Regions from separate parts of the Mus musculus genome. Here region 1 is linked to region 2. The links are chromatin contacts, called in public HiChIP or PLAC-seq maps. All regions are on one chromosome and are shown on one strand. Each heading gives the region's core, a stretch centred on a gene start, on an enhancer-like site or on the middle of the called end of the contact. The rest is flanking DNA. Distances are from core to core; before and after follow the strand shown.

Region 1 (4,149 bases), core at 477-2,976, 350 kb after region 2:
CTTTCTCTTTCCTTCTCTTTCTCCTCCTCCTCCTCTTCTCTTCTCTTCTCTTCTCTTCTCTTCTCTTCTCTTCTCTTCTCTTTTCTTCCTCTCAGCATGGGCACTACACAGCATTTTACAAAATATATCATTACTGTGATAGAACATGCAGATTTATGACCCTAGAGAGCTTTACACACTAAGACTGCACGCAGTTATAGGTACAAATAAATCCTCAAAGAAAATGTACGTATGTAACATATATTTTTATCAAAGCTATCATTTTTTGCAGTCCTGGTGATCAAACCAAGAGCCTTGTACATACTTTACCCCTGGGTTATGCTGCTAGACTACCTATTTATTGTTGAAGGGATGTGTCTATGTAGGGAGCCACATATAATTGTCATGAATATCCAGAAAAGCCCTGCCTTCAGAATTTAACAGCAACAATTTAACATGTATAATAATAATAATAATAATAATAATTATTATTATTATTTGGTATAGTGCTGGTGATAAAACCCAGGACTATATCCATGCTAAGTTCTATTTATTCCTGCTAATTAATAGTTGATGAATACATTGGTTTATGGTGGTGATTCTCAAACATTATTATGGGTAGGGAATCACCTGAGGATGATGTTAAGATAACCATTAGGACTCCCTAGGTCTAAGGATGGCTCAGGATTCTCCATGTCTCACATGTTTTCAGTCGAAACGAATTCATACACCACACTCATGTTCAACTATTGGTGAATGGATATTACATTGGCACACTGACATGGTCTGTAGATGTAAGTGAATCCAGCGTTTGTTTACTGTTCATGATAAGATTCTATTCAGCTATGTTCTCTCTCTCCCACCTTGCTTTGTCTCCAGGCACTTAGATCTTACGGAACTGAACTACATATCCCTTAACACAGGTGCCAGAGATCTGAACTCAGCTCTCTCGTGCTGGTGTAGTTGGTCTTTTTACCAACTAAACTATCTCCGCAGCTCTGAAAAATTAACTCTCAAAAAATCAGTCCTCGGGTACTGCACTGTAACATGGGGTGGTAAATCTGAGTCAGTGCTTCTCAAATCTACTTACTTTGTTCTCTGCTCCATTCTCAGTCAAACGTCCTGTTAGAAAAAGGCATTATCTGTCTCTAAACAGCAGATGGCAACAGCGGTTAAATACTTCTATAACAAGGAACAGTCTGACTGAGTCCTGAGCTGTCCAGAGAGGGAACATCCATCTCCAGAAAGGGCCTGCCATATGTTATAAAAGCGGGCCCAAAATCTATCAGTAAGGAGCCAACTGACTGAAAGGGAGAGGAAGGCACTTGGTGGTAAAGGAGAATGTTTTACATTGACCAGGAGGAACCAAGAGCCTTCCGGTATGATGTATAGGCATGTCTAGCTTGCTTTGCCCTTCTGAAGCTTCTCGAGCCCTGTACTCCACAATTAGATGAATATCGAGTCCTGGAGTATAGTTGACAGCCTTTGTTAGACCCTCTGCAGAAGCATGGCGACCTTTTGTGGTCTGAGAGAGAGGGTAAGCACACTGGGCTACGTGCACAGTCCCCAGCTATCAAGCAGGAAGGGTCAAGGACGCCACACCATGCTGTTATCTGCCAACACAGGACGGGAGTCTGCTCAGATGCCTAAGTGGCCTGTGCACCTCTGCAGGTTTACAGAGGCAGGGGATTTGGAGTCCCGCCCCTTAAGCTCCGAGGGTGATGGGCGTGGCCGGGGCGGTGCTTGCCAGGAATGGCGGCGGTCACGGTAAACAGTGCCAAGCGGGGCCTGCGGGCCGAGCTGAAGCAGCGCTTGAGGGCCTTGAGCGCGGAGGAACGGCTGCGCCAGTCTCTCCTCCTCACGCAGAAGGTGCGAGAAGACTGCCGGGAGTTAAACTCCGGGAAGGGTGGGCTCGCGAGTCTGCGCAGGCGCACCTCCCCGGGGGCGCGTGCGCGTCGTCCGGGGAGCGCGCTCCGCAGGCAAGGGCGGCTCTCGCTGGTCCTGGAGCTTGTGAGGGAGCGAGCTGAGCTTCCGGGCAGGTTTGGTCATTCACAGAGCTATTTTGTTATTGCTAGGAAAGGCATTGCAGCCATTAGGAGCTGTAGAGACTGTCGAATCACTCTCCGGTTTAATTGAAATCCATTCGCATGTGTTGAACACCTAGTAAACTTTTTTTTTTTTTTTTTTTTTTTTATGAGTTGGGTAATACAGATGACAAACATGATTGTAGCCCCTAAGGGATCAGGGATGTAGCAGAGGAAGGAGACAAATGGAACCATTGTAGGGCTGGGGATATGGCTCAGTGATACAACTGTTCAAAAATGCGCTGTATTTTATTTGCCCATACTTAGAACATACATGGAATTTGGGTCTGTTTTTCTAGGAGTTTTAAATCGCCTGTACCTTTATTTTGGCAAAACTCCACTGTGAGTTTTATCTAAGGGGAGATAACTGTTGATGCTGTGACTTAGCTGCGTTCACTGCACAGCATTACACCTTGGGTTGCTGCTTCTGAGTTGGGGTTGTTTCTGGTCCTTATTTTCTTGTTTTGTCTCTTTTCTTACTTAGTTTTCCTCAGCTTCCTTAAGAGTATATCCTCAACGGAATTATTTTAAAGAAAATACCTATACGATTGGCACTATTTGTAGTTGAAATGTATTCGTGTTTTGCTTGCATGTATGTAAGTCCATTGTGTGTGTGTGCCTGGTGTCTTAGGTTAGAAGTGGGTGCCAGATCCTTTGGAACTAGACAGAGTTCAGGAAGGTTGTAAGTCCCTATGTGGGTGCTGGAAATTGAACCCAGGTTGTCTGCAAGAGCAGCAAGTGATCTTAAACTGCTGAGCCATCTCTCTAGTCACAACTTTTAAATATATTGTATATTAAAATATCTTCAACTCCAATTTGGTCCATATTAATCAAATTTTAATTACTTTATTGTCATTCTGCTCAATACCTATGGGTTCCAATCTAGAGACCAATGTTTTCATTTATGCATTATATCTTGTGGTTTAGTTATTGTTCTATTGCTGTGAAGAGACACCATAACCATAGCAACTTATAAAAGGAAGCATTTCATTTGGGCTTGCTTACAGGTTCAGAAGGCTGCTCTGTGATCATCTTGGTGGGAAGCTTGGAAGCAGGCAGGCAGGCAGGCAGGCAGGCAGGCAGGCAGGCATGGTGCTGAGCGCTTACATCTTATCCACAAGGTGGAGGTAGTGAGAGTCCTGGGTCTGCCATAGGCTGTGGGCTTTTGGAATCTCAAAGCTCACTTTGATGGTTTCTGTGACCACAGAGGTAAGAAGAGTGTCTTCAGCATGAAGCAAGAAGGAAGTCTGACTCAACATGATTTGGTACCTGGGGTTGGTTCAAACTTCTAGAGTCTTACACTTATTTTAGGCATATTTAAACATAGCACATTTTGGGAGAAAAATCTCCTCATTTTAATTAACTTAATTAAAATTCAAAAGAGTTTCTAAATAATTATGGCTTAAGCCATACAAGGGACATGTGTCTTCTCCCGTAGTGATGAATTCTATAGATTGACTACATGTGACAAGTTAAGGGTCTCGGTGTAGTCTCCGTCATATAGATAGTGCCAAGGTCACCAGGTTATTAACCACCTCTGCTCTCATTTGTAAAGTACACATGCCATCTCCCATAAAGATGGGCTCTACTGACTGAGAAACAATGCTCAAGATAGAGGTCTAGGGAGGATAACTGAGACAAACATAAGAATCTGGAGGAGCCATGCAGACAGTTCAGAGGTCACCAGGCTATTAACTAAATTCATTCCCCACCTTCTGGATGTAAAACAGGTAATATATCTTTCCCTTTGAAGAAACAAATGTGTGAACCTATCATGTTCATTGTCATTCAAACTGTTACATCTTGATTACCGGTTTTCCTTTGTATCTTTCAGAAATTCTTTTTCATTAGATAATAAAAACTCTAGATTAATCTTTTGTGTCTCTTAACTACTTTTCTTATTTTTTTTCTTAATCTTTCTCCCTCATAGGGCCTCCTAGATTGTTTTCATTTGGCTAATCACAGTTTTAATGTCTAATGAGTATTCCTTAGGTCTCTTACTGATTCCTTTCCCTAGCAGTCCATTAATGTTTTATAGATTCAGTTATTATTTTCAGTTTGTCTGTGAAGACTAATTAGAATTTAA
Region 2 (4,141 bases), core at 49-2,548:
GTGTCACAGGTCCTAAAATATAAAAACAAAACAAAACAAACAAACAAACAAACAAACAAAAAACAGGCATCACATTACTGCCAACATTAAAGAAGAACACAATAGTCCTTTGCAATGGTCCATCTCAGAAGCCAGATCCGTAATTATGGTTTTTCAACAGGAATTCAGGTTCGGGATAGGATCATCATAGACTAGACCAACGACAGTAAGCTCAGCAGAAAACAAAACAGAGCACCACTCACATGCACTCCTGCTGCAGGATCTTCACAGGCAGGCTGGCATCTCACTGGTCAGCATTCACTACAGAAAGAGGTACCATGACATGCTATGAGAAAGAACTGCGTAACAAACAAGACTTAAACTTCACTTAAACACAATGGTCTTCTCTCAGACGCTGTATCTGTCTTCAGGTCATCATCTTCGGGATGTAGTCCATCACTGTTCAGACCCGGTACGTCTCACAACTGTTTGTACAATCAATTTGTACATTCACTACATTCACTGCAGCCACTCCAACTTAGAAAGGCCAGAGTAGGAGAAGCTGCTGTGTTGGGCCAGGACTATTTAACAGTACATTTCCGAGAAGCTGATTCTCTTTGCACCAACAGTAAAAATGTATGCTGGCAAAAATGTAAATCTAGATTTCATACATACCTTTTAAAAGAGTCAGGCTTTAATCAAGTTATTTTCTGTTATGAATTCTGTCGGAAGCTTTGGGCTCCCCTTCATCTAATGAAAAGAAACACATTTTAAGCATCACACACCACTTCCTATTGCTCTAATACTTCAATTAGAAAACTAAGCTGTATCTCCCTTACCTTTTTATCTTTTTGCAACTGCTTCGAGGATGTTAAGAATGATGAGCCATGGTCCCTGTGAAAGGATTCATGTGCATATAATCGGATGTCACCTAGGTGTCACCCGAACCTTCCAAACAGCACAAAAAGCCTTGCATATTTTTCTACAAACCCTGCTGTGTAAGAACCCACCCAAACTGGGACTAAGGAACCAGAAAGCAAGTGACCTTCAGCCAGGCCGCCCAGTCCCAATCTCCCCGGGACGGGACCTAAGCTCCAATCCCGAAATCTCTTTTGCTGCTGCGCACTTCTCCCAGGTAGTTTACACCCATACCCTAAACTCAAGTCCCGAGGGCTGCTCCGCAGAACCGGAGCATCTGTATTTACTCTGCAACCCCACATTTTGCTTGGTCACTGGGCGGCCTAAAAGAGTAACCTACAGCTTTCCCCCGCAGGTCCCTTTATAGTTTCAGTGGAGCGAGAGCAAGGCTGCCCCTCCCTCTGGCACCGATTGGACGCGAGAGCACGTGGGGGCGTGGCCGTTCCTGAAACAAGGCGTGGAAACGCTGTGGGTCTTTTCTTCCAGGCTGTTCCGGCTTGGTGCGCGCCGCCCAACGGTCCGCCCGCCCGCCTGCCGCGTGTGTCTCCGCTGCTGCGCGCGCTCCCGCTGGCTCTCCACCACCGGTCTCTTCCCAGTCTGGCAGGCCGCTTAGCTCGACGTGGAGTGGGAGTGGCGCCAAAATTCAAACGAACTGCCGCAGTTGCAGGCGTGGTATCGCCTGCTTCGAGAAGGTTGGCAGCCAGGAGTGGCCTTGACCTCACCCCAACTCTAACCCGGTGGCAGCCGCGCTGGGGAAGGGCAGAACTACACAGGTGAAACGGAAAAGCCACGCATTTATCCTTCATGCGCTCTGGGGATGCTGCTGGTCTTCAGAGGGCCACACTGTCCGGTGCTTGATATCCAACCCCTGCTTGGGCGCCCAGCCAGGTCCAACCTCCACCCCAGTCCCACCCCTCTCACTACCAGACTTTAGGGACAGTTATACTGTCAATATCCTCAGAAGTTAAACATTCTGTTTCACAGAGGAGGCAGCAGGTCAAAAGCCACCAATTGTCCTTTATTTATTTTATGGCAAGGTTGACTTATTTTATGCTGGGATTTGAACTCAGGACCTTATAGAAGAGCAGTCAGTGCTCTTACCAGCTGAGCCATCTCACCAGCCCCCACACCAAAGTCTTTGATGTTCCTGAAGCAGTCAGTAAGGAACTTCCATCCAGTCTGATCAGGCAGAATTTAAGAATTAGTGCAAACAGGGCTAATGAGATGACTTATTGGAAAAAGGTGCTTGCCATGAAAATGAGGTGAACTCAGTTCAATCCCTGAAACGCATGTAGAGATGGAAGGGAGAATAAACTCCACAGAGCTGTCCTCTGATCACCATATTTTCACCGTGGTATGTGGGTCAACACAAACATCATGCACACATGCAGTAGTAATGATGATAAGTGAATAAAAGCCGTTTGGGTAAGAACATCACATAAGGTTTGCCATAGAAAGAAGGTAGGGAATAGAATCACATGGTAAAAGCTTGTCACAGCATCTGGTTAAGGACTGTGCCTCTGGGCTACATTTCAAGCCTGTGGTCTTAATTTGGTTCTTTTTAAATCTATGTGCCCAGGTACACACATGCATGCAGAGGCTGAAGGGCAGCCTTAGGTGTTACTCTGAAGAGCTCCATTTATTTCCTTTGAGATGGGGCCTCTTACTGATCTGGAGCTCAGGAATCAGGCTAGACTGGCTGAGCACAGTCTAGGAGATCCTTCTGTTTCTTCCTTCCAGCTCAGAAGTTATAAGCATGGACCACAACTAACGTCATTTTTATGTAGTTCTGGGAATCAAACTCGAGTCCATGGGCTTGCAAAGCCAATGCTTTGTTGAGCCATCTCCATAGCCACAGTATTAGCTTTTTAAGGTCATTAGATGAATGCTTTCTTTCTTTCTTTCTTTCTTTCTTTCTTTCTTTCTTTCTTTCTTTCTTTCTTTCTTTTTGGGGTGTGTGTGTGTGTGTGTGTGTGTGTGTGTGTGTGTGTGTGTGTGTGTGTGTGAGGTGTGAGACAACGTCTTACCATGTAGCTCTAGTTAGCCTGTAGCTCCCTGTGTAGACCATGGAGTCTTTAACTCAGACAGGTCTGCCTGTCTCAGCCTCCAGAGTGCCCTCATCTTGTTTTCTGAGACAGGATTTCTCTTCGGCCCGAAGCTCAGGAATTAGGTACAGCTGGCTGGCCAGCAGTCCCTAGGGCTCATCACATCTCTGCCTCAGCAGTGCTGGGATTAAAAGCACATGCCACCACTCCAGCTTTTGTGCACAGGTTTTTTTTTTTAATTAAATTTATTTATTATATGTAAGTACACTGTAGCTGTCTAAACAACACCCCAGAAGAGGGCATCAGATCTCATTACAGATGGTTGTGAGCCACCATGTGGTTGCTGGGACTTGAACTCAGGACCTTCAGAAGAGCAGTCTTTGCTCTTAACCGCTGATCCATCTCTCCAGCCCAGAATGCTTTCTTCAAAATGATTTTTAGTATGTATTTTTGATCTTATGTGTTAGCTTTCATCACAATAACAAGAGAATTCAGATCAGTGGTTCTCAACCTATGAGTTGAGACCCCATTGACAAACCTATAGCTACAAAATATTTATATTATGACATATAACTAGCAAAATTATGAATTAAGAGTGAAGATAATTTTGTGGTTGGAGGATCAGTACAACCTGAGGAACTGTATTAAAAGGCTGCAGAATTAGGAAGGTCGAGAACCACTGATTCAGATAATCAACTTTTGTCAGAGAAAAGAATCATTTTGGTTCATGGTTTGAAGGTTCTAGCCCATAACTGGACTCTCCATTGCTTTGGGCCCATGGTAAGGCTGGAGGTCATTTTGGAAGTGCCTAGCAGAGCAAAAGCACTCACCTCATGGTCAGGAAATGAAAACAAAGAGAAAGAAACCAGCTCTCCAGAGTCTCCTTCAAGAGTGCGCCTCCACTGACCTGATAGCTTGCTCAGCTGCTTCTTAAAGTTTCCACCACAGGGCTGGCAAATGTTCATTGTCAACTTGGTAGGATATGGAAGATATAGATAGAGGATATAGATACAGGTGTATGTGTGAGATACAGTGAGGGTATTTCCAGAGAAGTTGAAGAGGGAGAGATCACCCCAAATATGGATGGCATCATCCTCTGGGGCGGGGGAGTCTCAGACAGAATAACACTGAAAACAAGGGAAAGCTAGCTGGGCATCAGTGTTCACTCCTGACTGTGGAGGCGAAGTGACCAATTGCTT

The links. HiChIP or PLAC-seq counts read pairs in DNA pulled down with a chosen protein or histone mark.
Region 1: a contact with region 2 is called in an H3K4me3 HiChIP or PLAC-seq map of embryonic stem cells, with 4 times the contacts expected there. The contact joins the promoter of Mthfs here to the promoter of 9330159M07Rik in region 2. A contact is called at or near these places in 2 of 115 datasets of contacts at active chromatin or transcription factors (embryonic stem cells and stem cell-derived neural progenitor cells).

What each region holds. Positions count from the first base shown.
Region 1 is chr9:89,209,464-89,213,612 of GRCm38.p6, forward strand. It overlaps Mthfs (5, 10-methenyltetrahydrofolate synthetase), which reads left to right and starts at 1,727. Exons shown (of 3, transcript NM_026829.2): 1 at 1,727-1,848. The coding sequence starts at 1,732.
Region 2 is chr9:88,857,572-88,861,712 of GRCm38.p6, forward strand. 9330159M07Rik (RIKEN cDNA 9330159M07 gene) reads right to left here and starts at 1,299. Exons shown (of 5, transcript NR_037983.1): 1 at 1,238-1,299; 2 at 819-873; 3 at 655-729; 4 at 243-300. Gm26611 (predicted gene, 26611) reads left to right here and starts at 1,397. Exons shown (of 3, transcript NR_166624.1): 1 at 1,397-1,670. LOC115487268 (a small nucleolar RNA gene) reads right to left here and starts at 193; the gene lies at 122-193.